Regions from separate parts of the Mus musculus genome. Here regions 2, 3 and 4 are each linked to region 1. Evidence: chromatin contacts called from public HiChIP or PLAC-seq and promoter capture Hi-C data. All regions are on one chromosome and are shown on one strand. Each heading gives the region's core, a stretch centred on a gene start, on an enhancer-like site or on the middle of the called end of the contact. The rest is flanking DNA. Distances are from core to core; before and after follow the strand shown. Region 1 holds the start of Rad52 (RAD52 homolog, DNA repair protein). Region 2 overlaps Ninj2 (ninjurin 2). Region 3 holds the start of Wnt5b (wingless-type MMTV integration site family, member 5B). Region 4 overlaps B4galnt3 (beta-1,4-N-acetyl-galactosaminyl transferase 3).

Region 1 (3,247 bases), core at 309-2,808:
AAAAAAAAAAAAAAAAAAAAAAAAAAACAGCCAGGTGATGGTGGCACACGCCTTTGATCCCAGCACTTGGGAGGCAGAGGCAGGCGGATTTCTGAGTTCAAGGCCAGCCTAGTCTGCAAAGTGAGTTCCAGGACAGCCAGGTCTACACAGAGAAACCCTGTCTTGAAAAAACCAAAAAAAAAAAAAAAAAAAAATTAATGTTTGTATTATATAAGTATGTGTGTTTTGCCTGCATGCTTATCTGTGCACCACAAGTACTGAAGAAGGTATCCCTTATAACTAGAGATATAGACAGTTGTAAGCCACCATGTGAGTGGTGGGAATTGAACCCAGGTCCTTGGGAAGAGCAGCAGCCAGTTTTTTAAATAAAATATAATTCACATCATTTCCTCTCTCTCTCCTCCAATCCCTCATATCCCTCTCTCAACTTCATAGCCTTTTTCTGTTTTGTTTTACACAGACAACAGAGACATACATATATGAATAAATAAATATAACCCCTAAGTCTGTTTAATGTAGCATGTACATGTACAATTTTAGGGCTGATCACTTGGTACTGGGTAATCCATTAGGGGGTTCATCTCTGGGAAAGCCATTCTCCCTTTCTGACAGTCATTAATTGCGTATAGCTCTTCATCTAAGGGCGGGGCCCTTTAAGACCCCTCCCCCAATCCAAGTTGGCATGTCAACTGGTGCTGTTAATTGTCCAGGTCTTATTAAAGAAGCAATATTGAGATGGCCATGTAGGGGAATCAGCCTAGATGACCATCAACTTAATCAACTGATGGATAATTCAAACGAGATACAAACATCGGAACTTTATTCTGCGGAACAGATCCCACCGAAACCCACACAAAGTACTGTATTTCATACAAGTGAAACAGGTTCACTGACAAAGCAGACGGGGGTCCTAGGATGACGGGAAAAGTGAGAGGGAGAGCTAACTGTGGCTTCTGGATTTATTTAGGAGTGATGAAAATGTTATGGAATTCGATGTTGCTAGGGGTTACACAACCCCCAAGCATATGAGTAACCAGAGAACTGTACACCCCCGAGGAGTGAATTTAACCGTACTAATGCACGCTTCGTTTTTCAAAGTCCAGAAAGGCTACCCTGAATGTCAAACTCCTCAAGTCCACAGTTTCTTCTCAGCCCCACCGACTCCCTCCGACTTCACCCTGTCCTAGACAGTCCTGTTAACAGTCAGCGCGCGTGTCGCACGGTGCTCCCGAGCACGCGGTCAGCAACCCCGGACCAGGCGCCTCCCTCCAGATCCAGCGCAACCGTGGGGGCTTCAGGGCTCGGCCTCCCCGGTGGAGACGCCCCCGTGCCGGGCGTGTCCAGCAGCCGCCCGAATCCGAAAGGCCCCACGCTCCCCGACCCCGCTAGAACCACCCCGGCGAGGACCGTCCTCACTCACGCGCTTCGGAACGCGGTGCACGCAGGAGCTCGGTCCGGGTGCCTGCCGGGAAGCCGGAGAGGGCCTCGCAGAAGGAATGGAGACTCTGCAAGCTCAGAGTCCTCGCCCAAAGAAAAACAGAAGGAAAGGCCGTAAGTCAAGTCAGAAGGCGCCGAGAGCCGCAAAGCAGGCTGTCGCAAATCAAGTCGCGAACTGGAAGCGGCGGAGGACTCAGCATCCTGAGCGCTCTTGGGCTGTTATCTCACCGCCCGCGGCGATCAGCCTTCCCGCAGCCGCAGCAAGCCGCTTCGGTTTCCGTAGGCGCCCTGCGAGGGTCCCTGGTGTGACCCGGCTGGGTGACGCCCGGAGCCAACCTCTCCTCGGTGTGCTTTTAAACTCTGAGACCCTGGCAGCCAGTGGGATTTCCCCTGAAATTCAACCGGAACTAACTGGATGACAGTTACACTTTAGGCATCACTCCAAGTTAAACACAGACTGATCTCAGTTTATGATGTTTTCTGCTTTACAACAGATCTACGTCTCCAATGTGTAGTTTATATACTGAGAACTTTTTGTTTTTAATGGTCAGGCCTTCAGATTGTTGCAATTTAACCAATTCATTATATGGCCACTATATCCAGGATCTTTCGTGTTTTCCTAGATGGTTGACTTAACTAATCTTCCCAGAAACACGGAGTCAGATGCAGTTAATAAATAAATCGAAAGTCCTTTAGCACATTGTAGGGTCCATACTGACAAGACCAAGATAACAGGACAATGACACTAGCTACAAGAGAAACTCAGAATTCTGTTTCTGGAATTAGCTGGTCACTCAACTTGCCCATTACTTGCACAAAAAGGAAAGACTCTTTCTCAGGGCAGTGGTGGCCACATCTTTAATCCCAGCACCCAGGAGACAGGGGCAGGCAGATGTCTTGAGTTCGAGGATGCTACACAGAGAAACTCTGTCTCGAAGAAAAGAAAAACATCATTTGAAACTGTGCTACTGGCCGATGCAAGAGTACCAAATTTCCATTCTGGTGGCACAGACCTGTAACTCAAACTACTGGGGAAGCTGAGATAGGAGAATCCCAAAATCAAGGACAGCCTGGGCTTAAAACCTGTCTAGGTAAAAAGAGGGTTGGCATTATAGCTTAGTAGTAGGACTCTTGCCTGGCATGTAGGAAGTAATGGACTCAATCCCAACGACAGGGGAGGAGAACCTGAACATCTACGGCTACAGAGATCGCTCCACAGTTTAAGAGCACGTACTATTTCAGAGAACCTGAGTTAGGTTCCCCACATCCAAATTAGGGGACTCACAACTACCTGTAACTACAGTTCAAGGGGACCCAGTGCTCTCTTCTGGCCTCTGAAGGCACCGTAAACATACGACACTCATTTGCCCAGACACACAAAACATGTATACATATAAATAAAAACAAATCTTTTTTAAAAAAATAGACTATTAATCTGTTATCCGTGCGCCTCAGAACGTGGTGCTTGCAGGAGCTTGGCCCCGGGTGCCTGCAGGAGCTTGGCCCCGGGTGCCTGCAGGGAAGCCGAAGTGGGCCTCGCAGAAGAGATGGAGACTCTGCAAGCTCAGGGGACGCAGGGAAGAGGGCCATCAGGTTTGTACTGAGCCATGTGGCTGAACCCCTTTCCTTTTATAATTACTTATGTTAAACATCTTTTTATATTTTGGATATCATATAGCCGCCCAAATCCAAAGGGCCTCATGCTCCGAGACCCCACTGAGACCACAATGAAGACGCAGCACAAGATGGCGCACACCTTTAATTTCAGCACTCAGAGGGCAGACACAAATGAAAATCAACTTGGTCTACA
Region 2 (3,453 bases), core at 142-2,641, 290 kb before region 1:
TGTTTGGTGCTAGGATGCTGGAGAAGAAACTTAAGTGTCTCAAATACACACTGCTTTCCCACAAATTTATTAAAGAAAAGAGCTTTAGGGTGTGGCATCACTTCCGGGACAGGGGAGTGGCTTGGGACATCTGTTGGAAAACCTGCTCCACCCCTAAGGACTGTCTTTTTCTCTCCTGGACTGTAATCCTCACATAGGGCTGACAGGCCCGGTGCTGTCACTGTCTTCAGGCCAAAACCCACAAAAGGGCAGACTCCTGCGGCTCTCTGTTTGGGGCAGGCCCCATGCCGCCACTGTGCCGCCCTTGGCCTTCCATGCCAAGAGCAGCCGTCTTGCCCTTAAAAATCAACAGCCTCTAATCCGCGGTAGGGCGGGGTGTCTTTTGCGTGTTATTCTGGTGATAATCCCTGACTGTCCCTGAAAGCTCCTCCAGCCTTGGATTCAACCTCCCTGGGAGGCTCCAGCTCTTGCCCAAGGCCCCAGGACTGGGCCTGGACCGTGCAACATTAAAGATGAGGGGCGTGGCCTTCGGGGGGGCTGGGGGGAAGGGCTGCGGGACTGCGGTTGTCCCGCAGGGGAGGCCAGGAAACTGCTTAGAGAGGCTCAGGTTAGCTCAGCCCCTCCCCGGCAGGAATCTGAGTCTTCGGAAACCCAAGTGAGAATTACAGGCGACAATAGGGTTGGTCCTCCACTAGAGGAGGCAGAATGTGCAGAGAGGCTGCAAGGGAGGACCTGCGTGGGAGAGCGCGGCGGGGCCTGCTTACTCTTTGCGGAGAGCTCGCCCATCTCCCCTGCAAACAGAACTTGGCCAGTGGCCTTTAGGAAAGACTACTCAGAGTGCAGTTAACCGTGGATTTACCACACACAAACTGCCCAAGGATCTATCTGTTCCCCCCACCCCCCCACCCCCCAGTGCTCACCCAAGACCAGAGCACTTTCTGGGTCAGAACTTTGCTTGGAGGTTTTCAGCCCCATTTGGCACTTAGCTCTAGAGTCCACTTTGGCTCTAGAGTTTCCCCCAAAGCAAATATTCTCCAGGTCCACCCAGCCCACCTCCGCTGCCCCGCTGCCCCGTGGATCCTACTTTTAAGAGCCAAGTAAAAGAGTTAACACGGAAAGAGCAACAAAGACAATGCTGCCTGCCGAGCACAGCTCTGAAAATGGAACTAGTCCCAAATTTGTAAGTGAAGGAACCGAAGTTCCAAGAAATTGGCTGCCCAAAGGTCAGATCTGAAGGGCTGTGTGCCCATATGGAAGTCCTTAGGCCGGCGCTCTTTTTTTGAATATGGTTCTCAACGCGTGTGGATTTGATGTGGAAGCAGAAGCAGCGGGGAGCACACAGTAACGAAGGTGCTGGGTCAGAGGCGTGGCTTGGTGACAGACCACTTCCCTTTCACTCGTAGGCTGGATCCCCAACAGGGGCGGGGGATGGGTAGGCAGGTTCTCTGACTGAATCAGACAATCAGGAGAGATGCCCGGGCATGAGGACCACTGCCCTATCCATGGCTGCCCTGGAAGTCTCTTTCTGCGCGCCTCTGCTGGCCAGTTTCATGTTGATTTTGCCTTTTAATTCATTTAATAGCACCTCCCCCCCCCCTCTGCTCCCCGGAAACCAAGGGTCAGAACAGTTCAGTGAGGTTGCCAGGACCACCCAGCTTTTAAGTATTAGAGTTCCTGGGATCTGGGACCTGGGTCGCTAAGCCACTACACCCAGCTTTCACAAACCTCAAAAGGCCCACCCAGAATTATGGCTCACACCTTCAAACCCAGTACTTAGGAAGCTGGGGTAAGAGGCTTGTTTAAGGCTAGCCTGGGCTACGTAGGATGTTCCAGTTCAACCTGGGCTTCAAGAGTGAGAGATCTTGCCTCAAAAAAGAACCAAACAGACCCTCAAAGGACCAGTCTAAAGAATTTTAATGTAGTATTTCTAGGTTTTCCCACAGGAAAACCAATGAAACGAAGCCCAGATTTCATTTTATCCTGGCAGCCAGGATGGGTGGCAGCATCTCTCCCCTATACCCATTATAGGCACACCATTGCCTTGTCTCCGAGAGCCCGAGGCCCCTTTCTTTTCATCCTCGGCCACACCAGAGCTGAGGCGTCATGGGTGCTGAAGGGCTCTGCCACTTCAGTACATCTGAGCCACGGGATTTCTCCAAGCTGTAATGGAGAACCTGAATCCAGAGAGAAGTCTAAATGTAGAATAAAAAATAAACAAAGAAAGAAGGAAGAAAAGAAACAGAGAGAGAGAGAGAGAGATGCCTTTGTCTCCAAACAATGACAAACAAACCCAGAAGTTAGTTCTGAAGTTGAAAGTCAACATTGCACACCACGATGAGAGTGAGTGTGGCCTCCCCACTAGAGCATACATTTCAAAAGGCGAGAGTTCTTGTTTGGAATGTAATGCAATTAGAACAAGAAGTACTGACAGTTTCTGGCTGTAGTCCAGGTGAGAAGACCCCCAGCAGGCCATGGTATCTGTCAGCTAGATGGGAAAAGGGGAAGGTGCTGAATTTTCCACCCCATCCAGCCCGGAGAGAGCCTGCCAAGATGCCCGCCTATTCAGTCCAGTTCAACAAACCACATCTCCAGCTCCTTCTATCAGACGCAGACATCTAGGATGCAGTGAAGATCCCTGCCTGCCGTACAGTCCTGCCCTCCTAATCTCCTAAAACGGCAAGGGTTAGCAGGGAATAAAGTGTCTAAAGTGGGGAAGCCAGGAGATAAAATGACCCTTCATGCCACCCCAACGGCTGCTGCGGGGACTGTGGACTTTGTCTCCCTCGGTGCTGCAGCACCTCACCTGACAGGGCTAATGAACAAGTGAATGAACTCTGCATTCATTCAGAAAGGGCCTAGCAGACGGAAGAGGAGTTGTGTGCCAGACCCCCTTCAATGGAGCATCTTGCTTGCTGTACTGCAGTATCCTTGGTACTGGCCATAGATGAAATAGACTATAGAGGGAATAAACAAGAGAGGATTCAGGGAGCACAGAGTCCCCAGTGCTGGGGTGACGACAGTCCTGAGGGGCCCCCTTTGACTGACTTGCCAGCATGAGTCAGCAGGACTGTGCCCACCTGGGACCCTGACCCAGCCCAGGTGCTTTGCTCTCACCCAGCCCTCATTCCTTCCTCGCCCAGCTGGTGCAGCTGGAGACCTCACATGGCGGGTGCACCGCTCTCTCTTCAGTTCTCAGGCTTCCAGTGCCGCTGTGAGATGGGAGGACACAGTCACTGAGCCCAGCCTGCACTCAGCAGTGCCTCTGATAGCAGACAAAGCTGAAGGAAACCGAGGGGGAGCGAGCAAGCCAGCAATGGCAGAGTTCTCTGTGGAGCCAGGGAGGTCTGACTGGAGGGGGCTCTCCCTATCTCTGCTGGGTGACCTTGGAGCCCCCACAAAGCCTTGCTGCTTCTCTGCTTTTGATGTCTGGAAGGACCTTCCTCTGAAAGATTT
Region 3 (3,167 bases), core at 557-3,056, 360 kb after region 1:
TGGAGGTGGCTGGCTACATTACATCTGTGGTCAAGAAGTGGACAGCGATAGATACTCATGTCCAACTGGCTATCTCCTACTCATTCCATCATTTAGTGGGCATCTTTCCCCTCAACTAACCAGCCTAGAAAAATCATCCAAAGACATGCCCAGAAATTTGTCTCCAAGGCAATACTAGATCCTGCCAGATTGCCAATCAATCTAAAGCAGACCTTCTTGCCAGCCTCTGGAGCACAGGTTCTGTATAGACCTCGCTAGCTCACGGCCCAGGCTATGCAGCCTGCTCATGATATGCATCTTAGCTGAGCAAGGGCTTCCCACAGGGCCACTATCTGATGTATCTTGGACAAAGGAGGGAAGGAGGGATGTGCTGGCTGCTGGCTGAGTTGCTTCTCTCACGCTGTCAGCGAGGGGCAGGCAGAGCAAAATGACCCTGGGCGAGCATGAGCATTCTAGGGGTCCACCTCCCCACATCCTGTTTCTCTAGACTTTAAACTTCCGGATGGTGAGAGCTCACGGATTGAACCCCAGGCAGCATTCAGGTTTTGTTCCCAGGTGGCCTTCTGGAGTGATTACAACCTCCAGGTTTTCCCTGAAACTTCCACAAAGCCAGAAGCCCAGAACGAATGATTCACTAGAGGGAAATACTGGAGCCAATTATAAACTGACAAAGCCAACTCAGAGATTTTGTGCTTGTTTTAGATGGCTCTCCCCTTGTCCCATGTGTCCCCAAGGATAAAGCCCTTGAACTGGACTCCCTGAGAGGGCAGGGTCCTATAATTATCATAAGGCATTGATTTACTGGCTGGACCAGATCTTGTAAACCACGCTCACTTCCAAGTGAGAAAAGTCCCGGAGTACCTGGGCTGCTGCCACCCCAATTCCAAGAGCCTTTCTTTCCAATTAAGGGATCATTTGATGAAAATATCCCTTAACTCTTCCTATTGTGACCCCTGAGAACAACAGCTCCTTACACCTCCTCAGTGTGATGAGTTCCTTGTCTTTTTAATGCCCAGAAGGGGGATTCTGTCCCCTTCTTTGGTTTCTAGGTCAAAAGTACAGTGTCTTTGATTATTACTGCTGGTTCCTTCCCCTCACCGAACTGAATTTCGAGGGAATTTCTTTAGCAGGGTGACAAACTCACAACCTGCAGAATGGATTCAGATCATGTGCTCGTGGTGGGCACCATGTAACCAGGATCTGGAACAGGGTTCTGCCACCAGCTGGAGGCCTGGACTCCCCAAAGCCTCTTCTAATTCCTTTCACCTTTTCCGGTTCCTTGGGCAGCTCACTGTGGTGTTCTGTGAGGAAACAGACTAACAGACTATAGGAACCGCCATAAAAGTGTTTAAATTCTGCCCTGAGCTAAGGCCAAACACTGGCCTCTAGTGACCTTTGCAGGCTACTAACGGTAGGGTCCTTTTATGTGCCTCATGTTTATCCGGAGACTAACTGGGCCCTAAGTCCTGACAGAAGCCTTTCCCGCTAGAACAATCCAGGCATCAGAGTCCCAGTCTGAGACCTGCCTGTGTGGGTCCGGACCGGGGTTTGCAGAGTGGAAATAGCTCCCGGGTCGCTTCGCAGCTCCGGACTCCAAAGGGTGTCACCAAAAGGTGAGTCACGCGTCCGCGCTCCACGTCCACGCGCGGTTGCAGTGCTCTGTCCCCGCAGAGTCTGCGGGACAGTGGGCGCGGAGGGGCGCGGAAGGCAGGTGCGGGGGCCGGTCCGGCTCCGGGGAGGAGCCCTCCGGAGCTGGGCGTCGCGCGCGGCCGCGGGCTGCGGGGGGCGGGGAGGCGGCGCGGGGCGGGGCGGGGCGCAGGCGGCGGAGCCCCGGGATCGCGCGCCCCGCGCCGGCGCTGCACTCGAGCCGTGGCCGCCAACGGTGCCGCTAAGTCGGGGCCGAAACTTCTCGGGGTCCCGCGCTCCAGGCCGGTGGCGCTAGCGGCGCCTGAAGGGACGGTGGGGACAACGCGTCTCCCCGGACCCCGAGACCGCGCAGCCTGCGGCCGAGTCGGAGCTCCGGGCGCCCAGCGCCCATCAGGGCGGACCGGGCACTCCGGGCGGGCAGGCTCCGGCCGCGGATGAGGAGTGCGGGGCGGCTGCGCGAGCGGCCCGCGCGCTGAGCCGAGGCTGCCCCGTCCCGTGGACGACCCGACGCCGCAGCCCCCGCAGGTAAGCTCGGGAGTCGGCCCCGCGCCGGCCGAGGGCGCTGTGTGGCCAGGTGGCGGGAAAGGGGCGCGCGGCGACGGGCTCCGCGGGCCGTTGCGAACAAAGCTGGGGCCGCGCGCGGGTGCCTGGCGCGGGCAGGTGGGGCGCGAGCGTCCAGGGGCTCTGCGCTCGTACGGCGCCTGGCCCGGAGCGGGACTGGCCCCCGGGGCGCTGCGCGTCGCCTCCGCGAAGCGGGGAACCCGGAGCTGCTCCGCTTTTCCTGGCTCGCCGGGGCCCAGCTGCAGTTTTGCGCGCGACGAACGGCGCGGAGTGTCTCCGACAGGTACTGCGAAGGGATGACTTTAGCCCAAGTTCCTGTCCCAGGCCACCGCGGGTCACACACTGGAGACGTGGTGCTGTCTGGTTCTCGACTGCTCCTCTGCATCTCTCTGTCCATCCTCGCGGGGCGCCTCAGAGGGTATCTGGCCCAACACTCTGGTCAGACCCAACTTTCTTGGGTATTTGCATCCTCACAAGTCATTGTTGAACACTGCTCACTTTGCTTCTAGAACGATCGGTTCTGTTTTGCAGGCAGAGAAACTGAAGTGGCTCAAGCCCAGGGTGAGTTGCACAGTGAATCGATGGAGGAGGAAACGTTTGTCCCCATAACCAAGGTCCCTTTTCAATGCTTTTGCACTGCCAGGCCACGTTGGCAAAGCTTTCAGCAGCTGCCACCTTGAGCAGTTTCAGCCTGGTACCTGGAAGAAAAAAAGACCCAGGGTCAAGTTAGCAGTCTCCTCAACTACTCAGGCCACCTCAGAGAAAGGCTCCCATTTGCCAGAACTTTGGTGTTCTGGCTGTCAATATAGGAACAGAGATAGCAAGCAAGCAGGGGCTCACTCCTTGCCAGAGATCAGCACTTAGGCAGGTCCATGTGGACATATTAGGGTTTCTCTTTTGTGACTGGCCAGACAGCACAGGCCCGAGTAGTAGGTACACTCCCAGAAAGCTGGACCATC
Region 4 (3,328 bases), core at 824-3,323, 330 kb before region 1:
ACACAGCCTTTTTATTTTTTAAAGATTTATTTATTTTATTTATATTAGTACACTGTTATTGTTGTCAGACACACCAGAAGAGGGCATCAGATCCCAGTACAGATCGTTATGAGCCACCATGTGGTTGCTGGGAATTGAACTCAGGACCTCTGAAAGAGCAGTCAGTGCTCTTAACCATTGAACCATCTCTCCAGTCCCAGACAACACATCCTAAGCTAGTATATGGCTTAGAGATAGAGCTTTTGCCTAGCTTGATTTCATCCCCATCTACACACACACACACACACATACATACACACACACACACACACACACACACACACAGCATTCCTGCATATTAGCCAGCATATCCTAGAGACAGGACTGACCCTGATGATAGTACCAGACACATGGTGCTGAAAGCCAGAGCCCGTAAAGTAGACAAATGCCCTTCCCTGCAAACAGCTGGGGTGCAGTTTGTCACGAAGCATTTCTCTATAGTATTGCTCAGGTGTAGGTTAGGGAAACTGAAGGCCATTCCCATTTGGACCCTCTTCCCACCCCAACCCCTGCAACCATTGACCATAGAGCAGACATGGATCCCCAAAGCCAGATGAGACCAAAGTAACTCTGTAGACCCATGTGGTAGGGAGGGTCTGGGGTGTCTTTGAGGGGCTCCCATTTGTTGAGACCAGTGACAAGTCTGGATAGAACTTGGGGGTGGGGGCTGAAGGAATAAGAAATCACAGCTCCTGCTCCAAGGGCATCCAGAGTCCACTTTTTCTCATGGTTGAAAACTTCAGGGAAGTGACCAGAAAGCGGAGTGCATGTTGACAAGCCTGACATACTCTCCTCAGGGATGTGGTGTAAATAATGAATGAGACTGTGTCCCTTAAGCTGACAAGCTTCCTTGAGGCAGGAACTATGTCCCATGACCCCTTCCTTCTCCACAGTCAGCTTCAAGGAGCCCAGAATCCTGTTCTGTCTCCAATTTCTTATTAATCTTTTCACCAAGCTCCTTCTCTGTTTTGCTGATAGGACCAAGAAATTGCCCGAAGTAGGAGTAGGAACAGTAGCTACCTGAAGTGGAACAAGCCTGTCCCCTGGCTCTCAGAGGTAAAGGTCTCTATAGAACCTGGTCTCTGTGTATAGGGTGTGTGTGTGTGTGTGTGTGTGTGTGTGTGTGTGTGTGTGTGTGTGTATTCTGCCTGCGTGTATGTGTACTTCTGGTTAGGTCAGAAGAGGGCATTGAATTCCCTAGAACTGGAATTATAGACAGTTTTGGGTGCTGGGAGTTGAACCCTGGTCCTCTGGAACCAGTGCTTTTAACCATTGAGCCATCTCTCAAGCCCCTGAACCTGGTGTTTAAAGAGAAGGGACTTAAACAGATGAAATGGGCACACAAACATTTGCTGCAAACCTACTGTGTGCATATCCATCTCCCATCAGCTGTTTTGACTCTGTAAGGTAGTATTGTGTTAACCGAGCTTTCTGTTGCTAGAGCAACCGCCTGGCACAATCCACTCCTAAGAATCTTCTCCTATGAAGAAGAAGGGTATCATCGAGCATGGTTTCAGAGGTTTTAGTTCTAGCTTGGTTTGCTCTGTTGCTTTGGGTCAATGTAGCACAGCACATCTTGATGAGAGCTAGAGGAGGGTTATTCTAACATCGGGGTGTATAGAAAGCAAAGAAGACAGGGAAGGGCTGGTCCTAATATCTCTCCAGCATCAGACCTCTGAGACCTCTTTCCTTTAGGCTCTACTGGTTCCCAGTAGCACTGCAGGCTGGGACTTATGGGCATTTCAGAGACACTGTTGATCCAAACTGTAGAGGTCATTCATTATTCTTATTTTATAGGTGGGAAAGCAGTGTCTAGGGAGTTTACATGACTTTCACAGCTATGCCAATCCCCAGTCTTAAAGATAACAACCTCCCCAAGAGTTATGTTCTCAAACCATTAAATCCCAGCTATTCCAGGAAGAAAGAAATCCATTGTTTAAAAAAGATTAAAAACAAAACAAAACAAAAACACAACGTAAAAGCCCACTGTGCAAGGCAACTGTTCTTGGAAATCCACATTAGCATATGAAAGATTCTGAGAAGTCCTGGGCAAATCTGTTTAGCTTGGTTTAGCTCAGCAGGTCCCAAATTTATTTGCCCCTGAATTGCCTTTGCCTTTTCCATAAATGCCTGTTAAGATTCTGAACCACCGATGTTCTAGAGGAGCATGCATTAGGAACTGGCTTCAGAAAGCAGTTGTGAGGGGTCCAAAAAAAAAAAAAAAATCACACCAGGTACAGTGACACAGCAGGGCAGTTAGTTAGTCACTTGAGTCTGCACAGCAAAGCAACAGTCAAAATCCCAGCCACTCTGAAACTTTTTACTTATGGGCATTGGTATTCTTTTTATTTTATTTTTTAATGAACATGTCCGTGTACAAGATACCATAAGTACATGCTTATGCCCAAACTCTGGAATAGCATGGTGTTCTGGGACGTCATATTTTACAGTCATCTTGGGGCCTGGGGTAGAGACGACTTTTCTTGGCTGTGCGGTGTGGGCCAGTCCATTGTCTTTGTTGTTCCTGCTGCAGAGTGATCTCACAGCTTGGGCGGTTTGATTTCCAACCCACCCACACAAGGGCAAGAGTGAAAGAGACAACGTTAGCCCCTCTACGCTGTGATACTGTCTGTTTTAAAGCCCAGTGGGAGGGTGGGTTACAATGCTGGTACAGTTGTTCTAGGTGACATCACCAGATTGCTGGAGACAGTGTGCTGAGCCATTGCTGTAAAGATCAGTTGCTCTGGTATCTAGCCTTCACTCTATTAGAGCAGCTTGGATCAGTTTTCTTTTTCTTGTTTTTTTTTTTTTTCTTCCACTTTTTTTGTTGTTTATTTTTGAGACAGGGTCTCATATCGCCCAGGCTGGCTGCACGGTTGTCTCAACTGTGTAGTTGACAATGAACCTGAACTCTTCCCAACCCTCTGCCTTCATCTCCCAAGGGCTAGGGTTACAGGCATGAGCCAGCTCTTCCAGCATATTCCCATTCTCTCTCTCTCTCTCTCTCTCTCTCTCTCTCTCTCTCTCTCTCTCTCTCTCTCATTTTGGAAATAGGATCTCACTATGTAGCTCAAGCTAGCCTGAAAGTTATGATCCTCCAGCCTCAGCTTCCTGAATACTGGAATTATAGGCATGTGCCCTCGTTATCTGTCCTAGATTGACTTTTTGTTTTGAGAAAAAAGAGGGCTTGGCTGGGCTGGAACTCACAGAACCTGCCTCTGCCTATAGAGTACTGAGGTTTAAGGCATCTGCTACCACACCCTGACAGAATCAACTTTTTTTGCTTTTG

The links. Promoter capture Hi-C pulls out the DNA fragments that hold promoters and counts their contacts. HiChIP or PLAC-seq counts read pairs in DNA pulled down with a chosen protein or histone mark.
Region 2: a contact with region 1 is called in an H3K4me3 HiChIP or PLAC-seq map of embryonic stem cells, with 24 read pairs. The contact joins the enhancer-like site here to the promoter of Rad52 in region 1. A contact is called at or near these places in 14 of 39 promoter capture datasets (the 3T3-L1 cell line, 3T3-L1-derived adipocytes, the C10 cell line and 8 more), 7 of 15 datasets of contacts at CTCF or cohesin (CD8 T cells, the NIH/3T3 cell line, embryonic stem cells and 3 more), 29 of 484 Hi-C or Micro-C datasets (8-cell embryo, the AML12 cell line, CD4 T cells and 18 more), 36 of 115 datasets of contacts at active chromatin or transcription factors (the 230-238 cell line, CD8 T cells, T-cell acute lymphoblastic leukemia and 20 more) and 5 of 9 other capture datasets (adipose tissue, embryonic stem cells, liver and 2 more).
Region 3: a contact with region 1 is called in an H3K4me3 HiChIP or PLAC-seq map of stem cell-derived neural progenitor cells, with 3 times the contacts expected there. The contact joins the promoter of Wnt5b here to the promoter of Rad52 in region 1. A contact is called at or near these places in 14 of 39 promoter capture datasets (the 3T3-L1 cell line, cranial neural crest, embryonic stem cells and 6 more), 5 of 484 Hi-C or Micro-C datasets (B cells, embryonic stem cells and uterus), 10 of 115 datasets of contacts at active chromatin or transcription factors (double positive thymocytes, embryonic stem cells, large pre-B cells and 4 more) and 3 of 9 other capture datasets (embryonic stem cells, liver and pancreatic islet).
Region 4: a promoter capture Hi-C map of embryonic stem cells shows a contact between it and region 1, with 2.8 times the contacts expected there. The contact joins the enhancer-like site here to the promoter of Rad52 in region 1. A contact is called at or near these places in 1 of 39 promoter capture datasets (embryonic stem cells), 1 of 484 Hi-C or Micro-C datasets (bone marrow-derived macrophages), 9 of 115 datasets of contacts at active chromatin or transcription factors (bone marrow-derived macrophages, double positive thymocytes, embryonic stem cells and 3 more) and 2 of 9 other capture datasets (adipose tissue and liver).

Annotation. Positions count from the first base shown.
Region 1 is chr6:119,901,009-119,904,255 of GRCm38.p6, reverse strand. It overlaps Rad52 (RAD52 homolog, DNA repair protein), which reads right to left and starts at 1,558. Exons shown (of 12, transcript NM_001166381.1): 1 at 1,421-1,558.
Region 2 is chr6:120,185,694-120,189,146 of GRCm38.p6, reverse strand. All of the region lies in intron 1 of Ninj2 (ninjurin 2), which reads right to left. Among named protein-coding and RNA genes, the nearest start is that of Gm25327, 44 kb to the right of the region's middle. Within about 2 kb of position 1,391, at least 189 of the 459 cell types and tissues checked have an H3K27ac peak or open chromatin away from gene starts, as enhancers often do. A contact at or near this core is called in the 230-238 cell line, 8-cell embryo, CD8 T cells and 26 more, where this site is marked.
Region 3 is chr6:119,542,986-119,546,152 of GRCm38.p6, reverse strand. Wnt5b (wingless-type MMTV integration site family, member 5B) reads left to right here and starts at 1,806. Exons shown (of 5, transcript NM_009525.3): 1 at 1,806-2,172. Gm52875 reads right to left here. Exons shown (of 2, transcript XM_030255703.1): 2 at 1,806-2,906. The coding sequence starts at 2,605. The coding sequence ends at 1,889.
Region 4 is chr6:120,229,281-120,232,608 of GRCm38.p6, reverse strand. It overlaps B4galnt3 (beta-1,4-N-acetyl-galactosaminyl transferase 3), which reads left to right. Exons shown (of 20, transcript NM_198884.2): 3 at 1,018-1,095. Among named protein-coding and RNA genes, the nearest start is that of B4galnt3, 64 kb to the left of the region's middle. Within about 2 kb of position 2,073, at least 5 of the 459 cell types and tissues checked have an H3K27ac peak or open chromatin away from gene starts, as enhancers often do. A contact at or near this core is called in embryonic stem cells, where this site is marked.